2 separate regions of the Zea mays genome follow, and region 2 is linked to region 1. A link is a contact called in public Hi-C data. All regions are on one chromosome and are shown on one strand. The core of a region is the stretch at or near the end of the contact, and the rest is flanking DNA. Distances in the headings are between cores, read along the strand shown.

Region 1 (5,036 bases), core at 219-2,718:
TAAGTCATTCTAGTAAACATCTAGGTAACATTAAGTCATTTTTAGTTTGGAGTCATTTTTCATGTTTTCTCAGACATTCCTTTGTTTTTTAGTTCAGTCATTCTTGTTTTTCAGGGAAATATCAAGTCATTTTTAGAAAACATTAAGTTTTTTTGTTTTCAGTCATTTTTCAGAAAACATTAAGTCATTTTTTGTTTTAAGTCATTCCCCATGTTTTCTCAGACATTTCTTATTTTTTCGGTCATTCCAAAATCTAGAAAACTAAGTCATTTTTGTTTTTTCAATCATTTTTCATGTCGATTGGCTAGGTCGGCTCGATCGGGGCGGGCGCTACGGCTCAGGCAGTCGGCTTCGGGCACGGGCGTCGGCTGGCTCGGGCGGGCGGGTGGGCACGCCAACCGGCACGAGGCTGGTTCAGAGGGGCACGTAGGGTGGTCCAGTTGATGGACCGTTGGGTCCATCACTTAGGGTGATGATAGAGGGACTCCAAGTATTACTAACCTAGGTGGTGTTGATTGGGATGAAAACGATGACACGTAAATTGCAACATACCCGACGTAACCAACAAAAGGAGATGTTGTAGAAGATGAGGGACGAGATCTTCAATGCAACACATCCATTTTTCCTCCATTGAAAAATGCACCAAAGCCTGTAGTCCAAGAGAAACCGACCAAGCTGGTTTGGAATCGTCTAAGCTGATCCTGGTTACCCCTATATGCAAAACCAGCTTAGAAGGTTTGGAACTAACTAATCCAGTTCTTCAGCCCGCATCTTCGCCACCTCAAGAGTGACCAATGCACTCCTAGGTAATTTAGCCCATGTTATTTCTTCTATTGTTTCTCCTGTTGTATTTGGAGTTTCTGAGGAGCCACGAGATAATTTGGATGAGGAGATGGTTGATCATGAACTATCCCCATAGCGTTTGGACATCAATATGGTTTATTTCTCATATGAGGGTGATCTTATTGGATATGATGACAGGATGGCTCAATTTAATTTTGCTACTCAAAGTGCTGGCTTCAACAAGTTTGGAGGCACACACTAGCACTTAACATGTTGGTGAATAGAACAATATTGAAGTTTAAAACTTGATACCATATTATCTTTATAAGAAGCTTGGTGGCACAAATGCATAACTAGTCAAGACTAATATGTTGATCAACAACATTGGAAAAGGTGAGCCATTTTTTTTTGTTAAGATCGTTGCATCGATGGAGCTTTACTGTTGGAACATGGCCTGGGTTACCACTGTTTCTTAGTACCGAGGTGCAAGGAAGCTACAACTTCATTTTTTGGCTTTTAGTCGTATTGTTTCTTTATGCTAAGTTGCTAACTATTGTCAAATGTTTTATTCATTTAAAACTATTAAACATACATTAATTTACTATATATATCTAGTGTATTTCTAAATTTATAACAAAAATAAATATCTAAAATAGTTAAAATACCTTCAATTTAGGGTAAAACAAATTTTCATTCCAACCTTATCTCCTCCTGTCCGTACTACTAGCGGTCATTGTCCAGCCATCCTCAGGCAGCTTCGAGTTCCACGACGAGAGCACCGGCAGCCGCACACGCGTTTGTCTCCTCGCCGGACCTTCCCGGCACCGCCGCCGGCTCTCCCTCACGGTCCACTACACTCCACAGCACCGCCGTCGCACAACGACATGGCCTCCTCCGCTACCTATCTCATGCTCGCCAGCGCCCACGCTCCCCTCGCTCCTCTCATAAGGCCACCGCCGATGGCCCTTGTCGCGAGAACCGCCGCAACCTCCATCACTAGGCGCGAAAGAGCCAGTGTCCCTCTGTTAGTCAACCCCGCTGCGTGCCGGCCGGGACTGCGGCGCCGTGGCTGGGCCCATATCTGCAGAGACTCGTCCCTCCAGGGCCCTTCGGGCGCCGATTCTCCTGCTCAGGAGCAAGAGGATCTGAAGAAGAGCGAGGCGGTGTCAGAGGCTGCGGCTCGGATTGCCGGAGGCACTGGCGGGACGTTAAGCGACTGGAGCACGTCGGTGCTCATCTTCGGGATCTGGGCGGGACTCATGTACTACGTCTTCCTGCTCGCGCCTAACCAGACACCAGTACGGGACAATTGCCTGCCTGCTTGCTTTCTGTTATGCTGCTGTGAATGTGATTTGGAATTCGCTTGCTAATTTGTAATTCTTGCTTCCACTCTGGCTGCAGTACCGAGACACATACTTCTTGCAGAAACTTTTAAATCTGAAGGGCGACGATGGCTTTCGAATGAATGATGTTCTTGTTTCTCTATGGTACATTATGGGCCTCTGGCCACTAGTCTACAGTATGTTGCTCCTTCCTACTGGTAGAAGGTAAGAATCAGTTTGTATCGGATCAGTTTTTTGCCCCCTAGATATAAACATGAAATTTTAGGAATTTGGGAAGTATCGGATCAAGATTCAAACAACTTCAAATTGTTTTTTTTAAAATTTGGCATCATTTAACTAGAAATACTCTCCAAACTATTATGCATCACAGATTTATATAACACCAGTGAAATTAACACATCACAGAAGTAGAGCAGGGTTAATACGGTGAACTGATGGTAGGTAATTGGAATGAATTTGAAGACATTTAGGGCTTTGGTGAGCCTAGTGGACAGTGGCGGATCCATGATTCACTGAAGCCCTGGGCCAAATCTATGTGACAAACGTACAATAGAAAATAACATAGTTCAAACATTAAAAATAGAACATGGTGACCTAAATTGGATGCAGATCGGCAGATAAATAAATACTAACCGCGAGTATAAGCCGGGACTGAACAAATTCGTCCATATCATGAAGGCCAGTAACTTTAGTCACCAAAAAGAGCATTGGTGATGTCACCCTGCACTTGAATAACACCTTCTATTGGGGCCATTTGTTGCAAAACAGTTGTGATGATGAGAGGAAGGTGGCCTTCCCTAGTAGCATAACACAACCGAACCAAGAAGAGAAAAACAAGGCCACAAGATATCCACAATATGGGGGGCCATTTTAGTGTGGTTTGGTGTAATTTTAGGGTGGAAGGTGAATTCAACCGAATTTTTTTGGCTGACACAAAAAACCCGAACACCAGTAAAAAAAGAGAAATTTTGCCAAAATTGTGAACTCTACTCAGCTCATGCTTTATGAATGTTTTGTAGGAAACTAGTGATGATGGTTGTGGCCTACTTTCTTGCAGTTTTTAGTTTATTTGTCTGATCCTGAAGCTTTGCGTTAATCTTCTGGATAGTTCCTAAACACAAAGATAGTCTTTGCGTTTGTATCTGACAAAAACTGACCAGCAACAACAACAATGCCATCCCAAGCAAGTTGGGATAGCTGATAGGTGGTGTTGAGCACAAAAAATGACGTGCGGACGGTCCGGCCTTGAGGCTAGACAGCCGTTCGCCGTGGCGGCGTGGACCGTCCGCGCATGCGCATAACCAGTTAAGGTTCCAGATTTCTTGTGAGATATGTTAGGTAAACTGCGGGATTAACTCGAGAATCGACTTGTAATGGGTCCAGACCTCCTCCCTTTATATAGATGAAGGGTTACGGCCGATTAAACTCTCCACAATCGATTCAATCAACTCTACTTATCGTTTTTACCTTATGCATTAGGAGTAGCCTTAGTTTAGCCTCCCTCTACCTCGAATCTTCACCTCTCTTCGGCTCTACGTCGACTAGAGGCGTCTTGGGTGGCCTGCTGACGCCAAGACACACTCTAGGATCTCTCTCTGACGTGCTCCCTCACGGGAGATGAGATCTAGGTCTGCTGCGAAGAAGACGACCCTCTGCGCCACCGCGGACCGTTCGAGCCCTAGGCGCGGACCGTACAAAGGAGCTGCTCCTGTGCCCAGATCGTGGGTCGTCCGGCCCTATGCCGCGGACCATCCGCGCCTCCGTAGAGAGCACCTCCAGGCGGTTCATCTCCCAGTGATTAGCGCCCAGATCGGCGCCAACACACTTTTTGGCGACTCCGCTGGGGATCCAGGTGTCTAGATCTGCTAAAAATCTGGCCCTCAAATGTCTGGTTCCAAAGATCACACCGATATCTCCCCAATCAATATCCGGAAGTCAGCTGTTGAAAGCCTGACGACCAATGAGCAACAACAATACGAAGACTACATGCGTCAAGCGAAGGAGAAATTCTTGTCACAATACACGGTGGATCGCCACCAGAAGGTTGTCAAACATGGAGAGATCGATGTCGCATCTCTTATAACTTCGCTTCAAATACCCAACATAAGTAAATTCGACGACATTCAATCTATTAAACAGTATGTAGATCAGCAGCAGAATCAAATGAAACAACAGATTGAAGGGTTAGAAGAGTCAATTAGAAAACTAACACGTCCGTTGGAGAAATATGTTGCTCCTAGTTTTCCATCATTTGAAACTAATAATAGGATGTCTATGTCTAATAAATCGGCAACAAATAGGGATTCGCAACCCCAGCCATTATATGGTATGCCGATGGACTCATATCCAGGTCAAATACCACCACCGCTGTCCCTGCTTGGCAGATTGGCGCCCTTGGACATGGTTGGATCGTCCGAGCCTTTGCTCGGATCGTCCCGCTTTCCTTGTCGGACAGTCCGGGGCTGCACCAGGACTACCACGTGGCGTCTCGATAGTAGCGAATACAACCGGGCAGTCCGGATTTACCATCGGATAGTCCGGCATCGTGTCGGACCGTCCGATCGCCTGGGCCGGACAGTCCGGATACACATACACTGAACCTACTGTTGCACACTATGCACCAATTTATTACATACCACAACAACAATACATTCCACCCCTTACATATTTAAACCACAACACATCATATGATCACAGGCCGATCAATATTATCGATTGGTCACAGTAAGAAGGTCGACATAGCAACGCCCGACCGAATGAGCCCCACAACCCAGGGTCCAGTGGTCTACCACCGGACGCAATGGAGAAAATTAGGGAAGAGATGGTTGAACTATTTAGAGATAGGCTCTGAGTTAGTGTAGCCAAATTTGGACAACATATCAAAAGCTATATGATCACCGGTTCGACACT
Region 2 (4,581 bases), core at 518-3,017, 150 kb before region 1:
CCGGCCTGCCTTTAATTCTCTTCGCAAACACTTGCTTTTTTGTTTAAGCAAGCGTGTATGGTGGTGCGTACATGATGACTGACAATGTACGAGGGAATTTCTACTGGCAGGTGTGACACGTGCTCTTCAATGTTGAGACCATGCAAATCGTGGCATATATCGAAGTATGTATGATACTAATGGTTGTAATGGCTAGGATTACAAATGGATTATGAAATATTTTTTATAACAATATAAGACACATTTTGTATATAAGTTATTATGTTATTATATGTTCCTGTTGCAACGCACGGGTACTTACCTAGTATTAACTTATACTATAAATTGGTTAGTGTACACCATATGAGAGAATATTCTATGAATAATTAATTCAACTTTAATCTTAATTATAACTTAACTAGAGATCATCTTTCAATCAAACTATAATTATGGATAGGTTAACTTCGATTAGAGGAGTTAATCTATTAAACATAGGCTAGACAAATGTCTAATAATAAAAGTATTGGGTGTGATAAATGTTAGTGTCATACTGTACAGATGATATTATTATGAATCTAACGCAATTCGAACGGATCACGGAGTTACGGTTCTCTAGTTATGAATTTCTGAACTTATTAAGTACTTGACATGGGATAAATTAAGTAAACAATTTAAATCTATGTTTCAAGTCTAAACAGAGTTACTAGGTGATAAACAATATTAAAACAAACTTAATGCCACTAAAAATGGATTAAAAAGGAGCTAAGATGAATTTTCTATGAATTATATAAGTTCTGGAATTATTTTGGCATTAGAAATCCATTTTAAAAATTATTTTTCCTATTTTCTCAGAGCTCTGGACTACACACACTATTTTAACAAAGCCCAGGGTCAAGCACGCAAATGACAGGACCTGACTGCAATTAGTTTATATAAGAACTGGATGGCGGGTTTATATCAAGAATCGTTAGGGGCTCTTTAGCAAAAGACCCTGGCCGAAAGGGTATCGTGCACTCAGAGCTGTTGGATCTTTTATCAAGGGCCACGATTAAATCACCGATCTACGGCGAACCGGTATGACATATCGGCCATCGGATCACCGATCTACGGCACCGATCAAACCACCGAAAGGGTATCCCTAGGATTTAATCTAAACCGCCCATGCGAGATCAAACGGCCACGCGCACACCACTCTATCATCTATCCAGAGTCGTCAATCACAAGATCAACGCCCCAGCGCCTTCTCCTCCCACGCCGTTGCCAGACGGCGGTGCCGCCCACACACATGCTGGCGGACATGGAACCATTATCGTGATTTGGGTAGCAGAACTCCTAGCCCATGGAACCATGCGGGTCCGGCGCGGTGAGGTTGCTCCGGCGAGCAATCGCCACGCTGCCCTGGCCTACCGCGCCAGCATACAACGACCCCCGCATCCAGTATTTGCCAGAGACCACCCTCACCCGAGCACCGAGATCCCATGCCACGGCGTCGCCAGAGTTCATGGCGGTAATGCTCTCCGCCGCACTCTCGCTCACAATGACCGCGACGACAACACGTCCCGGGTGGCTTGGCTTTCATTTGGATGGACAAGATGGTGCTCGGGGTGAGGTTAAATACCCAACCTGGAAACCAGATCAGGGAGAGAAAGTTGGGCAGCTCCCGGCGAGGAATTCGCGTTCCGTTGCAGGAGAACGAGGGAGGATCCGACGAGATGACCCCACCTAGCAGTGTCATTGAGGAGGAGTCCGTGCGCATGAGCGTGACGTTGGCCGAGTGGGTCCATCTGTCAGCGAAACATCATAGTGCACAAATTTGGATTTAGGCGCCAGCTATGCGGCCCCACATGTCGGCGCCAAATATCCCGCGGGTCGTTGCTTGCAGCGGAGAGAAACGGAATGGGCCGGCCAGAAGCAGATTGGGCCCAGTCGTGTAGAGGCTTTTTGTTTCATTCTTTTGTAATTTCTGTTTTATTTCTTTTCTTTTTATGTTTCTTATTCCTAATGAAAATATAACGTCTACAATTTATATTAATATTTATTTTTCTTGTCACTCGTTTAGGGGAGGAATAAAGGGTTTCATTTAAATTTCTTTTCTCATTCCTATTTTATGTTTTCATTTACAATTGGAGGTCTGGTTTATGTCTTCCATAAAATGCATTACCGCAAAATCATCATCTAGAGATCAACCTTTTCTTTATCAATTTATTAGTTACTTAACTAGTTTAATATTATTGTTTGAATATGAGGAGGGAGAATCCTAATAGATTTCAAAGGTCTTCAAAAATTCTCACCACACTTATTATATATATTTTTATCTCTTTATTTTATTATTTTGTGATATATTATATTTTTTCGACCAAATTTTGGGCTTTACAAATCCTACCCCCTTAACAGAAATCTCGTCCTCGAGATTTGTAAGAAAAGGGATACAGAAGGATTGGTTTGTAATTCAACTTTTAGTCTATAATTGGTTCAAAAGTCCAGAGTCTCATTTTTTTAGTCCATAGTTGGTGATTAGTAGAGCATAGGTATCGAGCTACTTATTATGTAGGATATAAGCCGGACAGGTTGAAGTAAGAAAGATTATGGCAAAGAAAAGACTTCATCCAAAATGTTTAAGTCTTGTTTCATCTCGAGATTCGCTTTGACTTTTATATCCTTCCTTGTTGATGTTGATCTTTTCCTCTCCAGTCTTGGTCTAATTGATTCGATGTTAGTGTATATTATTGGAGTTGGGGAAATATGGTTAAGATAGATATGGGTGAGATAGACTACATGGTATAGGTCAAAATCTTGTTTGATGTTAGGTGGGGATAGATAGATTATGCAATCCATCATGACTCTATTGGTTGGGTTAGTTCTTCTGCTCATGGTTGAGTTGGTCTAATGTGCTAAGTTAAGTTAACACCTAGCTAGTAGGGTCCAATCTCTTCTACTAGTATCTCTAATCTGTTTAAGTGGACCACATTAGATTAGATCACATTAGATTCTATAATCCTATTTAAGAATACCATTTAGTTGAGCATATCAAGCTGACTTTATCTTTATGAAATTCTGGTATCCTTTTATTTTCTAAGTGGAACTTCCGATTAGTATTTTTTTATACACCTAAAATTTTCATGCCATTAGCAGGTGTGGCATAGAAAACAAGGGTACCTCAGGTTTTAGCTATTAGGTGAGTGTAGAGCAGATTTGGGGGTAAGAGAAAGTTAGGTAAGGAAGACTTTTATTCTGGGTGGATCTTGATTCATCCAAAGATCTGTTTCTACTCATATCCTTCATTGTTGAGGTTAACCTTCTTCTTGGGTTTGATTTATGGACCATCGGTTGTGGTGTTAGATGCCTTTATTTGAGTTGGGATAACAATTGCGGGTACATGGGGTAGGTAGATTAAACAGAGTTTTACTTTGCTTTTGAGATAAATGGGTTGGGCAACTTATAACATAGGCTAGGTCGTGGTTTCACAGACGAGTTGGTCTAGACACCAATTTAGGTTTAAAACCCATTTATATGAATATGGTCTAATCTATGTTACCAGTATTAACTAACTTGTTTAAGTAACTCCCTTTAGATTAGATCATATTAGATTAGGTAGGGTCTAGATTAGATTGGATATAACTAGATTAGACTAGTTTTAGTTAGATAGATCTACCAGGGTAGGATACATATTATTAGGATATGTTAGAATCTTTTGAGATGGGATGGATTATATGGTGTAGGTAGGTCAAAATATCTGTTAGGTTAAAACAGAGGGGTTATGCAACCATCAGATGGTTAAGGTAGTTGCATGAGACCGAGTTGGTTTATCGTTCTTAATTTAGTGTAGAATGAACTAAGTTAAAACATGTTCTATAGGAGTAGAGTTTCATTTATTTCATTAGTATTACCCTCCTGTTAAGTAATTTACATTAGATTAGCTCAATTTAAGGTTAGCCTTCGTTAGGTTAGATTAATCTATCACATTAGATCAGATCTAGGTTAGATTGTTATGACTAGATAAGATCTCATTAATTAGATATGGTTGTTACTTTAGGATGAGATAAGTAAAGTGGTTAGGATAAGATGAATCCTTCAAGATAAGATGAATCTATTAAGATAAGAGAGAGTCTTTTAAGATAAGATGGATCCATTAGACTTGATATATTCTAGTGGGGGTATTCTTAGTTGGTCTAGTTTATCTTATAAACAATTTATGAGGATAAGAATTTTTTTTCATTTTTCTTTTTAACATAAGATGAACCTGTTAGGATAAGATATAATCCTTTAAGTTAATAGGGATCTATTTAAAATAGATACACTTTAATGGAGGATAATCAAGGTTATTTAGTTATATTATGAATTTTATTTATTTATATTTATGCCTATATGTATATGCAGATGTAATTGTGGACATTACTCCACAACTCATCACACTCAATCAAAGATCCAAATCAGACATGTATCACAAGAACAAACATTCAAGCATACAAATATTTACAAAAATAGTTTTGATTTTGTTCCTAGGAGTAGGTCTCCTATTCCTAAAGGTCACTTTAGGCACATGATTTCAAAGTGTGAAATCCACATCTGTCTTTAGAAGGAAAAGGTAATAATAATCAGAGT

Evidence for each region. A called contact is a pair of places that touch in the nucleus more often than the background predicts.
Region 2: a contact with region 1 is called in a Hi-C map of ear, with 1.7 times the contacts expected there. The contact joins the enhancer-like site here to the promoter of LOC100277966 in region 1. A contact is called at or near these places in 2 of 25 Hi-C or Micro-C datasets (ear and leaf).

What each region holds. Positions count from the first base shown.
Region 1 is chr4:61,649,571-61,654,606 of Zm-B73-REFERENCE-NAM-5.0, reverse strand. It overlaps LOC100277966, which reads left to right and starts at 1,468. Exons shown (of 6, transcript NM_001151399.2): 1 at 1,468-2,081; 2 at 2,185-2,330. The coding sequence starts at 1,668.
Region 2 is chr4:61,802,272-61,806,852 of Zm-B73-REFERENCE-NAM-5.0, reverse strand. No RefSeq gene overlaps it. Among protein-coding and RNA genes, the nearest start is that of LOC100277076, 7.4 kb to the left of the region's middle. Within about 2 kb of position 1,767, at least 18 of the 20 cell types and tissues checked have an H3K27ac peak or open chromatin away from gene starts, as enhancers often do. A contact at or near this core is called in ear and leaf, where this site is marked.